Linked DNA regions of Mus musculus: all the other regions are linked to region 1. A link is a contact called in public HiChIP or PLAC-seq and promoter capture Hi-C data. All regions are on one chromosome and are shown on one strand. Each heading gives the region's core, a stretch centred on a gene start, on an enhancer-like site or on the middle of the called end of the contact. The rest is flanking DNA. Distances are from core to core; before and after follow the strand shown.

What was found. Promoter capture Hi-C pulls out the DNA fragments that hold promoters and counts their contacts. HiChIP or PLAC-seq counts read pairs in DNA pulled down with a chosen protein or histone mark.
Region 2: a promoter capture Hi-C map of liver shows a contact between it and region 1, with 5 times the contacts expected there. The contact joins the promoter of Eefsec here to the promoter of Hmces in region 1. A contact is called at or near these places in 12 of 39 promoter capture datasets (the 3T3-L1 cell line, 3T3-L1-derived adipocytes, the C10 cell line and 7 more), 1 of 484 Hi-C or Micro-C datasets (the HPC-7 cell line) and 2 of 115 datasets of contacts at active chromatin or transcription factors (embryonic stem cells and memory CD8 T cells).
Region 3: an H3K27ac HiChIP or PLAC-seq map of extraembryonic endoderm stem cells shows a contact between it and region 1, with 12 times the contacts expected there. The contact joins the promoter of Ruvbl1 here to the promoter of Hmces in region 1. A contact is called at or near these places in 10 of 39 promoter capture datasets (the 3T3-L1 cell line, 3T3-L1-derived adipocytes, the HPC-7 cell line and 4 more), 1 of 484 Hi-C or Micro-C datasets (embryonic stem cells) and 1 of 115 datasets of contacts at active chromatin or transcription factors (extraembryonic endoderm stem cells).
Region 4: a contact with region 1 is called in an H3K27ac HiChIP or PLAC-seq map of extraembryonic endoderm stem cells, with 6 times the contacts expected there. The contact joins the promoter of Mcm2 here to the promoter of Hmces in region 1. A contact is called at or near these places in 10 of 39 promoter capture datasets (the 3T3-L1 cell line, 3T3-L1-derived adipocytes, the C10 cell line and 7 more), 5 of 484 Hi-C or Micro-C datasets (B cells, the G1E-ER4 cell line and embryonic stem cells) and 2 of 115 datasets of contacts at active chromatin or transcription factors (extraembryonic endoderm stem cells and large pre-B cells).

Annotation. Positions count from the first base shown.
Region 1 is chr6:87,912,283-87,915,593 of GRCm38.p6, reverse strand. Hmces (5-hydroxymethylcytosine (hmC) binding, ES cell specific) reads right to left here and starts at 1,618. Exons shown (of 7, transcript NM_173737.2): 1 at 1,583-1,618; 2 at 899-1,103. The coding sequence starts at 1,081. It overlaps Copg1 (coatomer protein complex, subunit gamma 1), which reads right to left. Exons shown (of 24, transcript NM_017477.2): 24 at 1,999-3,311. The coding sequence ends at 3,292.
Region 2 is chr6:88,444,854-88,448,122 of GRCm38.p6, reverse strand. Eefsec (eukaryotic elongation factor, selenocysteine-tRNA-specific) reads left to right here and starts at 1,584. Exons shown (of 7, transcript NM_023060.3): 1 at 1,584-1,917. The coding sequence starts at 1,644.
Region 3 is chr6:88,463,781-88,466,761 of GRCm38.p6, reverse strand. Ruvbl1 (RuvB-like protein 1) reads right to left here and starts at 1,353. Exons shown (of 11, transcript NM_019685.3): 1 at 1,094-1,353. The coding sequence starts at 1,234.
Region 4 is chr6:88,897,021-88,900,400 of GRCm38.p6, reverse strand. Mcm2 (minichromosome maintenance complex component 2) reads left to right here and starts at 1,621. Exons shown (of 16, transcript NM_008564.2): 1 at 1,621-1,756; 2 at 2,885-3,114. The coding sequence starts at 1,751.

The DNA.
Region 1 (3,311 bases), core at 369-2,868:
TAAATTGTTAAATTTTAAAAAAATCAAAAATATTTTATGTGTGCTAAGACTGACCCCAAGGCTATGAGTATATGACATATGTTCTGTATCTCCGAGTAATATCACTAGCCCCAGACACACTGATTTTTTCTTTACATCTATTCGTGTGTATGTGTCTACTCTCTTGCGTGAATGCCACAGACTGGGAGTGGAATCAGAAGGCAGCTTGCAAGAGCTGGTTCTCTCCTAACAGGCAGCAAGTGTTCTCACCCACTGAGCCAGGCTGCAAGCTCTGTAAGCTCCACAAATCAGTTTTTTGAGACACAGTTTTACTATGCAGCCTTGACTAGCCTCCAACTCAGAGATCTGCCTTCCTCCGGCCTCCTAAGTGCTGGGATGAAAGGTGTGTGACACCACACTTGGGTTTTTGCTTTTTTGTTTTTAATATAAGGACAGATGACGCTGATAAATCAGTAATACTTGAAAAATGCGATCTTAAAAAAAAAAAGAGAGAGAGAGAGAGAGAGAGTCAAGCGTGTCAGAGTGTACACACCTGTAATACAGGATTCTGGAGACAGGCAGATTTGCTGAAAATCTGAGGTCAGCTGGGCCTCTATAGGGAGTTCCAGGACCGCCAGGGCTACATTCATAGTTAAGACTCTGTCTCAAAAGAATTCTTAAATGTATTCAGATATGAGGTTCACATAATTTGGGCATACATTCAAACAGTTTAACTGACCCTGAAGAATGCTGACTTATTTCTTGCAGAGACCCAGAGGGATTAGGGCCTTAATGTATCTGTAAAGGCTGCTTTTCGGGTCATTCCGGAGGCTGGGCAGATGGCGGCACATGGGTCACGAGTCAGATGGCCACGGCGATGCTGGCCCAGAAGCTCCGATGGTGCTGACACACTCCTTACCTTCTCAAAGTGCAGTCTGGAGAGCAGCACGGGGCTGCTGGACTGCGGGCTCTTGTTGTAGGAGGGGCAGTACTTGTCGGGGTCCCTCCACTGCGGGAGCCGCCGCCGGCCCTGCCGATCCTGATAGGCGCAGGCCCTGGTGAGAACCTCTCTGGGCAAGTGACAGGACGTTCGCCCGCACATACTTCAGCGCTGCCGCTCAGACCTAGAGAAAGTCACAAAACCCTAAGGTTCTCCTCCCTAGGTCACGCCAATCTCCCCGCGAAGCCACATCTTCCGCGGAGGCTCCGTTAGGTCAGCCAGTCCCGGCCACTGCGGGGCCCACAGTCCCCAAGCAGGCCCTCGGGTGGCGGGCGAGAAAGAAAGCCGCTCCTCCCAGGTTGTTTCCCACGGACGCAGCAGGGAAAGGTGAGAGCGCTCGGCTTTGACGCCAGCGACACTCGCGGGCCGCGGCCACCGCACTACCGCCCCGCGGGGACACGCTCAGGTCCCGGGCGGGGCCTTGTCGGCGCCAAGGCTCCAGCTCGGAACGTGGGCGGTCCTCGCCTGCCCGCCCGCCGGCGTCCCCTCCGCCGGGTCCTCTCTTCCGCCCGCTAGCTTCTCCTCAGCGCGGCCCTCCTCCCGCCCGCCCGTCCGTCCTCATCCCCTCAACGAGGCCCTCCCCACGCGCCCGCGTCCTCTCACCGCCCGAGGGTCTAGTCCACCCTTCCTCGCAGCTAGCGTCCGCCTAAGAGACGCCCGTCCCGCTCCTCGGTAACCCCGCCCCGCCCCCGACGTGACGTCGCGCCGTCGGGGTTCCCTCCCCACAGGTGGGGGTGTGGCTAGGTGAAGCAAGACAAAATGCACTGACCTGAGACAGGCACCCCAGGAGGCCTCAGGGTCCCCCTTCCCAGGCCGGAATCTGAAGCCAGAAAACCTGTGCTGCCCACCCTCAATGTGTAAGGCCATCCGAATTGAGACTCTCTAGCTATTCCCACAAACCCCTAAGGGTCAGGAAGCCCCACCTGGTTTCCTTTTTAACATTTGTGTGTGGGGTGTGTGCAAGCCTTTAAATAAAACTAGAGTAAGCTGTAATCTTCACAAAAGGAGGCTGACACCAATTTCTTTAATGAAGTTTATTTGAATGGAATGGCTTCCAGGCTATGACCAGGCCTGGGAGTAGAAGGGGAGGGTATTAGGCAGGAAGAATACAGTCAGGAAGGGCTAAGCAGGATGTGGCCTTGAAGGTCAGGCTTTCCTTTAAAGCCTGGAGAGGCCTTCATAAAGGGATGGAATGAGGCAGAGAGGCCAGGCAAGAGCAACTGCTCAGTCCCCAGGAGAGGGATGGAAGGTGGGGGACAGAGGGATGTCTTTAGGGAGCAGCCTTCAGGTCACCTACTTGAGAAAACCCCCCAAATGAGAAATCTCTTTATAACCTGTTAGGAAGTTTCACACCACGTTACTTAGTTCACCACTGCATGCCTGACCAAGTACATGGTGGAGCCAGGACCAGTCATGAAATAGGCCATAGCTAAAACAGCTTAACGATGCTCAAGTGTAGCCTGATGTCTTCATGTTATGGGATTCGGCTTAAAGGTGCAGGCCTCTGTTCTAATGTGTACATGTGCATGTGCATACAGTATACAGGTGTGCATGAGGTTAGGCGGCAACTATTGCAAAATGGTCCTCTCCTTCTACCAAGTGGGTAGTCCGTCCTGATAGGTACCTTTACCTGCTGAGCCATCTGAGTAGCCTCACAGGAGGTCCAGTTCTTCAAGTGTTTCCAACAGTTTAAACCACCTGATTTGAGTTTAAAGCCCAAGCCCTGAAGCATCCCCTAGGATTTCTTACTCCAGCCCAAAAGGAATGCAGATACTGTTTTTCCCACTCATAGACCCAGAGCAGATCATGACACCCTCTAAGGACCTTTGGACACCCATCCATCTACAGATGCCTGTAGATGAGTGGCTTACCAGACCTGCTAGCTGTTGTCATTCGGCTAGCCTTTAACCCCACCCTAAGCTTGGCACTGACAGTCCCGAGGGGCTATGCACACGCTCCATTTGGTGAAGGGAGGCCTCAGGGAGAAGTGGAGGCCCTGAGCACGAGCCTGCAGAAGCAGCAGTTATTCAAGAAATACATGCTGACTTATCATAGGGATGAGACGGTTTCTTTGAGTATAAATATTAAGAGAAAGTCTGAACATTTTATTCATTTGTCTCTCCTTGCAGGCATGGTGACAAAATCTACCCTAGCATTCCTGAATGATAGGATGGAATTAAAAAAAAAAATCTGTATTGACTCTTGATTGTTTCTTAACACAGTGGTCTGGGGAAGGGTTTCCACCGGCTTCACAGGGAAGAAGTGGCTTCGACGTAGTGTTGGACAAGATAGGAGTGGGGCTTAGGCCACCTCTAGCCCACGGATGCCAAGA
Region 2 (3,269 bases), core at 335-2,834, 530 kb before region 1:
TCCTAAGAAGAATTGTTGTCGTACTGCCTTTTTGGTTTGTCCTTGGAACCTTAGGAAGAGTGGGTAGATGTCATTTGCTACTCCCCTCAGGAGGGAATTTTTTATCAACAAAGGCTAAAATATTTGTCAGCACTCTGAAGTCAGGCTTTATGTTAGGCTGCATCATTGTGATGAAACAGCTACACAGACAAAGAGAGAAAGAGACTTTAGTTTGACTTCATGGTTTTAGAGATTTCAGTGCATGGTCTCTTGGGCTTGATCCCCCTAGCCTGTGGCAGCACAGCAGTATATTGTCCTGGTGACAGCAGAACGGAGCAGCCTGACTGAACTACTCATTTCATGGTGGACAGGAAGCGACTACTGCCTTCTGCTAAGCTTCATCTCATAAGACAGACCACCAGCTGGGGCCCAAGCATTTAGCACACAAGCCCGTGTAAACCAATTCACTTGCAAACCGCAACCCCTCCTGCCCTAGAAAAAGGAAGGCTGGGAATGTTGGGCCAGCAAGCCCCACCCCCTTTACATGAGAGCAGTGCCATTCAGCTCTCCAGTGCCATTCCTCCCCTGTGAGGCCCCAAGTCCCTTCTTTTCCTAGGCTTTTATCCTTTGCCAGAGCAACCACTTAGGCTTGTGACCTCTTTCATGGTTCTAGGCACCTTTCAATGCCTGAAGGGGGTTACAGAGGCTGGTTGGTATAGCACTCACGACACATTCAAGTTCATACACAACAGTTAAGTTGCAGCTCCTCATGGCAGCCTAGACTTCAAAGTGAGGTTTTTGTCCCGTCCCCACCCCCACCTCCCCTCCCCTGAATCAACGAGGACCTCTTCCTCTTTTCACAGTGCTTCCAGGTTTCTGATGGTCAATTCTCAGTCTGCACTGGACGTCTAGTGACAGTCCTTGAGGGTATCTTCCTCACTAGGCTCCCCGCCTTCCCATCTCTGTCCTTTCCAGATAGTCTGGCTTGGCAACTGGTCTTGGGTTTTACTTACTCCTGTTTTCACAGCAAATAATGTCGATCACCACATCCCAGTAAAGTGTATACAGTCTGCACTTAATAAAGGCTGACAGCCGGGCGGTGGTGGCGCACTTGGGAGGCAGAGACAGGCGGATTTCTGAGTTCAAGGCCAGCCTGGTCTACAAAGTGAGTTCCAGGACAGCCAAGACTATACAGAGAAACCCTGTCTTGAAAAAAACAAAAAACAAACAAACAAACAAACAAAAAAATAAAGGCTGACAGAAATGAATGGACGGATGGATGAGTGTGTATGGAGGGATAGAGGAAGGGATGTGTGGATGGACTGGGTGAGTGGAATGATGAAAGGAGGGAGGGAAGGAAGAATGGATGGATAGATGGTGAGATGGATGGATGGATGCATGGATGGATGAATGGATGGAAGGAGGAATCCCTAATCTCAGACTGGCGAGACTTTGTGGCGTGGGGAGCCGGATGACAGCAAACCCAGGTAGCAGGCCGGCTCTTGTCCCGCCCTGTGTGCGCTCTGCCATAGGGCTGTGGGCGCCCGAGGGCGGAAGCTTCCGTGCCGGAACCGGTGCGCTCAGCGCGGGTTGCGGGGGGGTGCGGCTTAGCAGGCGGACCGCGGGGCTGGCGCTCAGGCGACGGCGTGAGAGGCAGCGGCGGGATGGCCGGCCGGCGGGTAAATGTGAATGTGGGCGTGCTGGGTCACATCGACAGTGGCAAAACAGCGCTGGCGCGCGCGCTGAGCACCACGGCCTCCACTGCTGCCTTCGACAAGCAGCCGCAGAGCCGCGAGCGCGGCATAACGCTCGACCTGGGCTTCTCCTGTTTTGTCGTGCCGCTGCCGGGGGCAGAACCCGGTTCTAGCGACACGCTGCTGCAGGTCACACTGGTCGACTGCCCCGGGCACGCCTCCCTCATCCGGACCATCATTGGCGGTGAGCGCGGGCCGGGGCGGGAGCCGGGCTCGGGGTCCGAGCTCGCGGGATGGATGGCGGCCTGACAGCCTAGGCCTGGCCACCAGCCCGGAAGGCTTGTGGTCTCGAACTCACAGCCCGCAGACGCGGACACAGTTCTCACCTTCACTGCCGTGCACCGAGATGCTTTCCTAGAAAAATGATCCAAAGAAACAAACCCTGCAAAAAGGGTGTATACAAGTTTCAAAAAAAAAAAAAAAAAAAGTCACCACGTACCTGTCCTTTGGTCTCCTGGTTCTCTGTCCCAAACACTGCTCTCAGTTTCCTGTGTGTATGGATGGTTTCAGGAAACATACACAGAAACGCAGACAAGGTGCAGAAATGAAAGATCCTGTTTTTTTCCTTCTGTTGTACTACTTGTGGTCGGTTGGGGTAGTGGGTAGAGCCTAGTGCCTTGATAAGAGGCAAGTGCTCTAGGCTCTCTCAGGATCTCATCCCCCAGTCCCCTTTATACACAAACCATCACTGTCTGGAGACTATATCTACACATAAAGTTCCTTTGTACTTTTATACCAACATTTTCTTGACTGACCCTCGTGACTTTCCCAGAGTTGGCTGCTATTCATAATGCAGTGAATAACTCTAGCCCAGAAGGTTTTGGGATGTGCACTAGTGTAACAGGATAAGTTATGTGTGAACTAGCTAAGGCAAAGGGCCTGCGTGTTTTCAGTCATGATGGGCACTGCTAAAATCTGCTTCTAGGATCTGTACCACTTAATTAGTCTTTAATTACAGGCCACTTAGGAATAGGCCATTATAAATAAAAGGTCTTGTAACCTCCCTTCCTTGCTCAGCGTGACCCCTCCCATTCGTCTACAGGAAACTGTTGCTATGTCTTTTTAAATTCCTTTTGCAAACCCATTTAACTACACTTAAATCTAAGAACAGAACCCCATAACCTGTTTGTAAGCACCCAGCACAAAAGGAGGTGTGGCTGAGTCTACCTGCTGTAGCTCCAGTGACCCATTTCCTGCTTCTCCGCTTGCCCTGGGTTTCTTTCCAGCAGTGTGCTGTAAGCCTGGAAGCATGTATATGGGGCAGGTGGGTCATTCCAGCTGTGTGGCCTCCCTTTCTCTGTGCTGCAGGCAGCCTAAGACTGTTTCCTTGTTTCACTGAAGTGGAAATGGAGGCTTACCTGCCAGAGTTACTCTCCTGCACAGTATCTATTGAGTTCAGGATTCACTCATTAAAGACTATCAAGGGCCACACAGTAAACTAAACTGAAAACTCCCACTAAATTCTGACTGGTTGTGTTCAAATACATTTTAGGAAATGTACTCTAAGCTAGTGTAAATTGGAGATGGAACACTACA
Region 3 (2,981 bases), core at 104-2,603, 550 kb before region 1:
CTGGATCCCACAGTGGAAGGAAAGAACCTCTGACCTCTACCAGAGCACCATGGCAGTCACATGACTGCACTGCATTTGCGCACATTTTGTCAAACAGGAAAAGAAACAAAGAAATATCAGCTAAGGAAGCCAGGTGTAATGGCCCACACCTTTAATCTTAGCACTCAGGAGGCAGAGGCAGTCGGATCCCTGTGAACTCAAGGCCAGTCTGGTCTACAGAGTCCCAGGACAGCCAGAGCTACATAGTGAGACTGTCGTGAAAACAAACAAAAATAAATACCGGCTAACATTCAAAGAATAGGAAGGATAAGATATGGAGTACCAGAGGCTGCTGGTGTGGGTGCAGATGCAGGTCTAGAGCAGCCTCTGAAGTCACATACACAGAAATGTCACATGGACAGAAATGAAATAAGAAACAATAGACTCAAAGCTGCCTGGCCAATAGAAAGCATTAAACTGCTACTACCTGCTTGCAAGAAAAGATGCAAGCATGCTAGGGTCAAACATTTCCCTTTTTGGATAGATGATGCTCTTTGCTGCTGGCACTTTCTGTGTGCAAGAGGCTGAGAAAGCAGTCTTCACCACATGTAAAAAAGCAAGTTTTTGTAGACACTGAACCTCTGCAGAGTTCAGAGTGGAGGAGGCTGAAGAAATGGGAAGAATACTGATTTGATGGGGGTTAGGGGGAGGGAGATACCAGCCTCATTACTGCTAAACTGGCAGGTGGTTAAGCGGCCTAACCCACCTTTAACTTCTTCATGTGCAAAACAGAACCGATAGAAAGACCTGGCATGACTTTAGGAAGACTGACCTGGAAAAGCTGGAGTGCTTGGATGGGGAATAGATCAGACAGTCCTCACCGCTCCACTTAACAGATCAGCTCCCAGGCCCAAAGAACCCATATCAACTCTGAAAACGTAGTCAATTCTATACTTAACCGCACAGCCTTCCACTGCGTTTCCGGTGAGGTCTAATTTGCGTGCCGTGACCCGCAAAGGATGCAGCCTTTGCTCGCTAGTGTGATCCTTACTTCTTAGATCTTAGTGGATCCTGGTCCCGCCGCCCACACCTCGCGCACAAGCCCCACGCCCACCTCTCTCGCGTTCTCCTGGCCCACGAGACCCGAAGCCGCCTGCTTGGCTAGGCCGCTCTCGTCCAGCCCCAGACCCTTCACGTGGCTGTGGGAGGCGATGCGCTGCGTCTTCGTGGTGCTCTTCACCTCCTCAATCTTCATTTTGCCGAGTGTCTAGGAACACAACCTGCGTGGAGTGGTAGGAACTACCGCACGCCAGGCGCCTGGGTTACCACGCGGCCGTTACTAGGCCGCTCTCCTGGACCCGCCCCTATCAATATGTCATTGGGGGAGGCGAGAAGGCTTCGCTTTCTATTGGCTAAAAGCTACGCTGGTCACGGCTGCTGAGTTTCGCCCAGTAACTTCCGTCTGTGTCACAGGATAAGTTCCCCCAGGGCAAACATTTCCTGCCCTGGCCACATTTGACTGAGAACTGCTTAAGTACTTAAGCACTATTAATGTGAATGACAGGTTTTTAATTATAAATGCCTCTTTTAATGCCTATTTTTTTTCTTTAGAATAACATATTTGTGCCAGGGTGAGTTAACTTCTTCACTGACAGATGTTAAATCTTTTCCAGGTGCTTGGATGTCCTGAGAGAATCATCAGCAAAGCAGCTGCCCAAACTTCTCCAGTGCTCACCGAATTATTTAGACACCCAGAGAATGCCCCACTGCTCCCATTTTTTTTTTTCCAGAATACACTAGATCCTGAAGGCACTATTCCAGCCAAAACTTTTCAAACACTTCATGCCATAATTCTGGTCATCATATGCCCAATAAGAACCTTAAAGAAACTCGGCGGTGGTGGCGCACGCCTTTAATCCCAGCACTCGGGAGGCAGAGGCAGGCAGATTTCTGAGTTCGAGGCCAGCCTGGTCTACAGAGTGAGTTCCAGGACAGCCAGGGCTATACAGAGAAACCCTGTCTCGGAAAAAAAAAAAAAAAAACAAACAAACAAACAAACAAAAAAAAAAAAAAACCCTTAAAGGAAAAAAAGGAAGGAAGGAAAAGAGAAGATGTGTTTGTGTAGCCTTGCCTGGCCTAAAACTCCAGGGCCCCCACCTGTCTCTGCCTCCTGAGTTGCTGGCATTAAAGGTGCTACCACCATACTCTGACCAGATATTTTCATCAGTCTGGAGTGGGTGCAAGTCTCCAGGTAGGTGAACAAAAGCTGCCTGTGAATGGTGAAACTATGGTCCTTCATTTGAATAATCAACGGCTCTGATATTGGTGCAAATATGGTAGTTTGTTTTCACAATCCACCTTGCCATAGTCCAAATTTAATGCTTCATTTTCAAGAAGGGCTATACTAAGGACGGCAAACACTCTTGCTTACTCTCTCAACATTCTGGCTCTCTAAGCAGGTGTCCCTCACTTTTTTTTTCTCGAGACAGTGTTTCTCTGTATAGCCCTGGGTGTCCTGGAACTCACTCTGTAGACCAGACTGGCCTCAAACTCAGAAATCCACCTGCCTCTGCCTCCTGTGTCCCTCACTTTCCTCACTTTTAAGTCAGCCAGGAGACACCTTCCTGTGCTGTGCAATGTGTAGCTGTGGTGCAACTTTAGGCCCATTGTTTGATTTCTCAGTCTTTCCACCTATATTAATAGTATTGTGGGCTGAGCCGGTAATATGAAGAAGACAAGCCTAGAGACTGTAGCAGTGAAGACTGTGATGAAAGGCAGCTAGAGAGTTCTAGAGTAAAATAAAGACAGAGTAAAAATAGAGAGTTTCTAGACTGGAAGCAGAAATGGCATGTGACTGGCAGCAGAGAAGCCAGAGGCAGGGATTGCTAGACAAGTTCCAAGGAGTGCCAAGTCTTTTTAAATTTTTTAAATTTATTTTTATTTTTATTTTTGGTTTTTCAAGACAGGATTTCTCTGTGTAGCCCTGGCTGTCCTGGAACTCA
Region 4 (3,380 bases), core at 372-2,871, 980 kb before region 1:
TTGGGAACCTAAAGCATGTTTGGGACACTGGGACCCTCCCTATGTCAATCTCACTCGCTGTTCTGATCTTTCAAAATTACAAACCACACCTCTTTCTATCCCATTACAGTAAAGGGATTACCCACCTGCAGGGTCCTTCCAGGCCTGTGGTGACTCTACCCCTCTCCGTTGTCACCAGGTCTAGCAAGGCCCAGGCTACTTGGACTCTTCACAGAATGTGGCTCTGGTTTATCTTGTCCATGACACCCTGCTAGTAAGGATGGGTAAGCATGGAATGGCAGACCAGTAATGAGAGATTCTATAAAGGAGGAAGATAAGTTGTTTTTTGTTTTTTTTTTTTTTAAGAATTGGGTGCTTGTCATATCATTGGAACTTGTAGGGGCCTAGGGGCTTATGGTGGACACAGTCAGCTTTTCAAAGAACATATCCTATTATGGTGGCATAATATGCTTTCTATTTTTTATTTATTTATTTTTGAGTCTCTGGCATATAGATGCAGTACCTTCCTGCATCGATAGCAGCTCTGGGTACCACAGTGGCATCCAGCAGACAAGAGGGTGTGGATTCCTGTCTCAGAGGTCATACTAGCCCATCTCCCTAAGATACCCTTTAGCACCTTGGGGTATCTCTTGTACTATAAAGCCTGCAGATCCCCCTTTCTGAGCGTCCTTCCTGATTTCCTCTCTGCCCTACACTAGGTTCTGTGTGGGATTATTGATGCTGTGCATACAGCAGAAGTCACATCCTGCCCAGTAGCTGAGAACCAGATGCCTAAGACTGTAGGAACAGTAGCAGGCCTCTCACTGGAAGCACTCAGCCTGTCTCTGCCCACCTCGTCAGGTGGTAGCTACTGATTCATCCTACACCTCGATTTAACAGATCCCTCAGGTGACCTCATGTCAGGACAGAGCTCCAACTCCTAGACAGACTGCTAATCTGCAGTCTGAACTCTCCCACCTTTCCTGGGCATTACAAGCTTTGAACCAAGGGAGTGGTAATCCCTATATACTCCCAGCCTTCGCTGTACTGCATCACGCACCAGGCCCTTTTCACCTGGAACATCCTCCCCATACCTTTGCCAACTGCAGCCAAGTACAATTGATTCCCACTTTGATAAAAGCCCACAGCAGCCTGGGTGCTTGAAGGATTGAACCTCAGTGCTTTGGGAGAGGTTGATGCCAAATCAGGAAGAAATCAGAAAACAAGCTGGGCAGTGGTGGCCCACGCCCTTAATCCCAGCACTTGGGAGGCTGAGGCAGGCAGATTTCTGAGTTCGAGGCCAGCCTGGTCTACAGAGTGAGTTCCAGGACAGCTAGGGCTACACAGAGAAACCCCAGCCTCGAAAAACCAAAAAAAAAAAAAAAAAAGAAATCAGGAAACAGTCTCAGTTGCAACAAGTGGCCATACCGACACTTAGATACCTAGGTCACACTCTAGAAGGCCGGATTGGTCCTCAGAGCCACTAGTGACCCAAAGTCCCGCTTCCTTGCCTTAGCGTGGTAAACGCTGAAGGGTTAAGCCTAGGTGTGCAGGAGGCGAGGGCTCAGCCTTTTGAAAGCTGTGGGCGGGGAGCGGGGCGGGGCTTTCTGGTGTGGGCGTGCCCAAACATTCTAGCCCTCCTTCCGCTCTAGATTGACGAGGACGTAGTGACGTCTGAGTCCTCCCGGCGCTTCCCGGGCATGGGCGGGTCACGTGGTCTAGTTTTCGCGCGAAAACCGGTGGCAGCTGGTGCGGTGGAGCTAGCGCAGACATGGCGGTGAGGAATGGGCTGATCCCGGGCGGGCGGTATTCAGCGATCTCGGCTAGCTTGGCCGGTATCTTCCTCTAGTGGCAGGCTTGAGTGCGGGGCTACCTGCACCAGTCTGGGACGGGTCGTCTCTGCTCTCCTCATGTGTCTCTAGGCCCCGGGTTTACACGCACTTATGGTGGTGAGGCTGCAGGAAATGGAACCCAGAGCCCCGCGCATGTAGGGAAAGCCGGCTACCACGTAGCTGCGTGCATCCCTTCTCTCTTGAGAGTCTCATAGCTGGGCCGGGGAGGCGTATGCCTTTAATCCCAGCACTAGGGGGTTACAGGCAAGCGGGTCTTTGAGTTTTACAGAGTGAGTTCCAGGGCAGCCAAACTGCACAGAGAAACCCTTCCTCAAAAAGAAAGAAAGTAGAAAGGGTCCCACTAAGTAACCCAGGCTGGGGTTGAACTCGCTCTGTAGTGCGGGTTAGCCTTGAACTTGGCGATCATCAGGCTTCAGCCTCTAGGTATTTTGGATTTCATGCCTGTGACATCAGGCCCGGCTTTCCTACTCTGTTTTGTTTTTTTTTTTTTTTTTTTTTTTGGTTTTTTGGTTTTTTGGTTTTTTGGTTTTTTTTTTTTTTTTGGTTTTTTCGAGACAGGGTTTCTCTGTATAGCCCTGGCTATCCTGGAACTCACTTTGTAGACCAGGCTGGCCTCGAACTCGGAAATCTACCTGCCTCTGCCTCCCAAGTGCTGGGATTAAAGGCGTGCACCACCACTGCCTGGCTCGGCTTCCCTACTCTTACTGTTAGCGTTTTCATTAAAGGTTAAAGATCTGTTCTTTCCACCATTCACTTCTAGAATAGTGTTCCTTGATGCCTCTTTTATCTTCACCTCTTGTTTCAGCACCCAGCATATTGTGGGGTTTGGGCTAAGTGGGGTGTGAAAATAGATTATAAACAGGTTTTTAAAAAAAACTACATAGCCCCCGAGGTTTTTCATAAGACAGACATGGACAGATCTGAGGGACTAATATGTCCCTGAGAACAATGCCTAGTGTACAGGAGACAGACTGTGGGAAGGCCCCATGGTAACCAGGAGGCTGTCAGCCTGTGTCCCTCCAGTGTCTGATGGCAGACTTTTTCTCCTACAGGAGTCTTCTGAGTCTCTCTCAGCATCTAGCCCTGCCCGTCAGCGGCGCCGGATCAGTGATCCCCTCACCTCCAGCCCAGGCCGCAGCTCCAGACGTGCTGACGCCCTGACCTCCAGCCCTGGCAGAGACCTCCCCCCATTTGAAGATGAGTCTGAGGGGCTGCTGGGCACAGAGGGGCCCATGGAGGAAGAAGAGGATGGAGAGGAACTCATTGGTGATGGCATGGAGAGGTAGGCTGTGGTTAGGTGGCTTAGCAGAAGGACCCCCCCCCCCCCCCCCCCCCGTGTCTGGTGGCCTGGCCTTGGGGACCCATGAGTGTATGAGCCAACCTGGTGACTTTGCCTTTGTATATGGCTTGGTTGGGATGTGGAGGTTCATCACCCACTGGGAAGATGCATTTAGCTCACTGTATACACCTCAGACTAGACCCTAAAGCCCAGGCAAGCCCCCGCTTAGGAGAAGGGGACCCATAGAGTCTGATCTGAAGAGCCCTGAA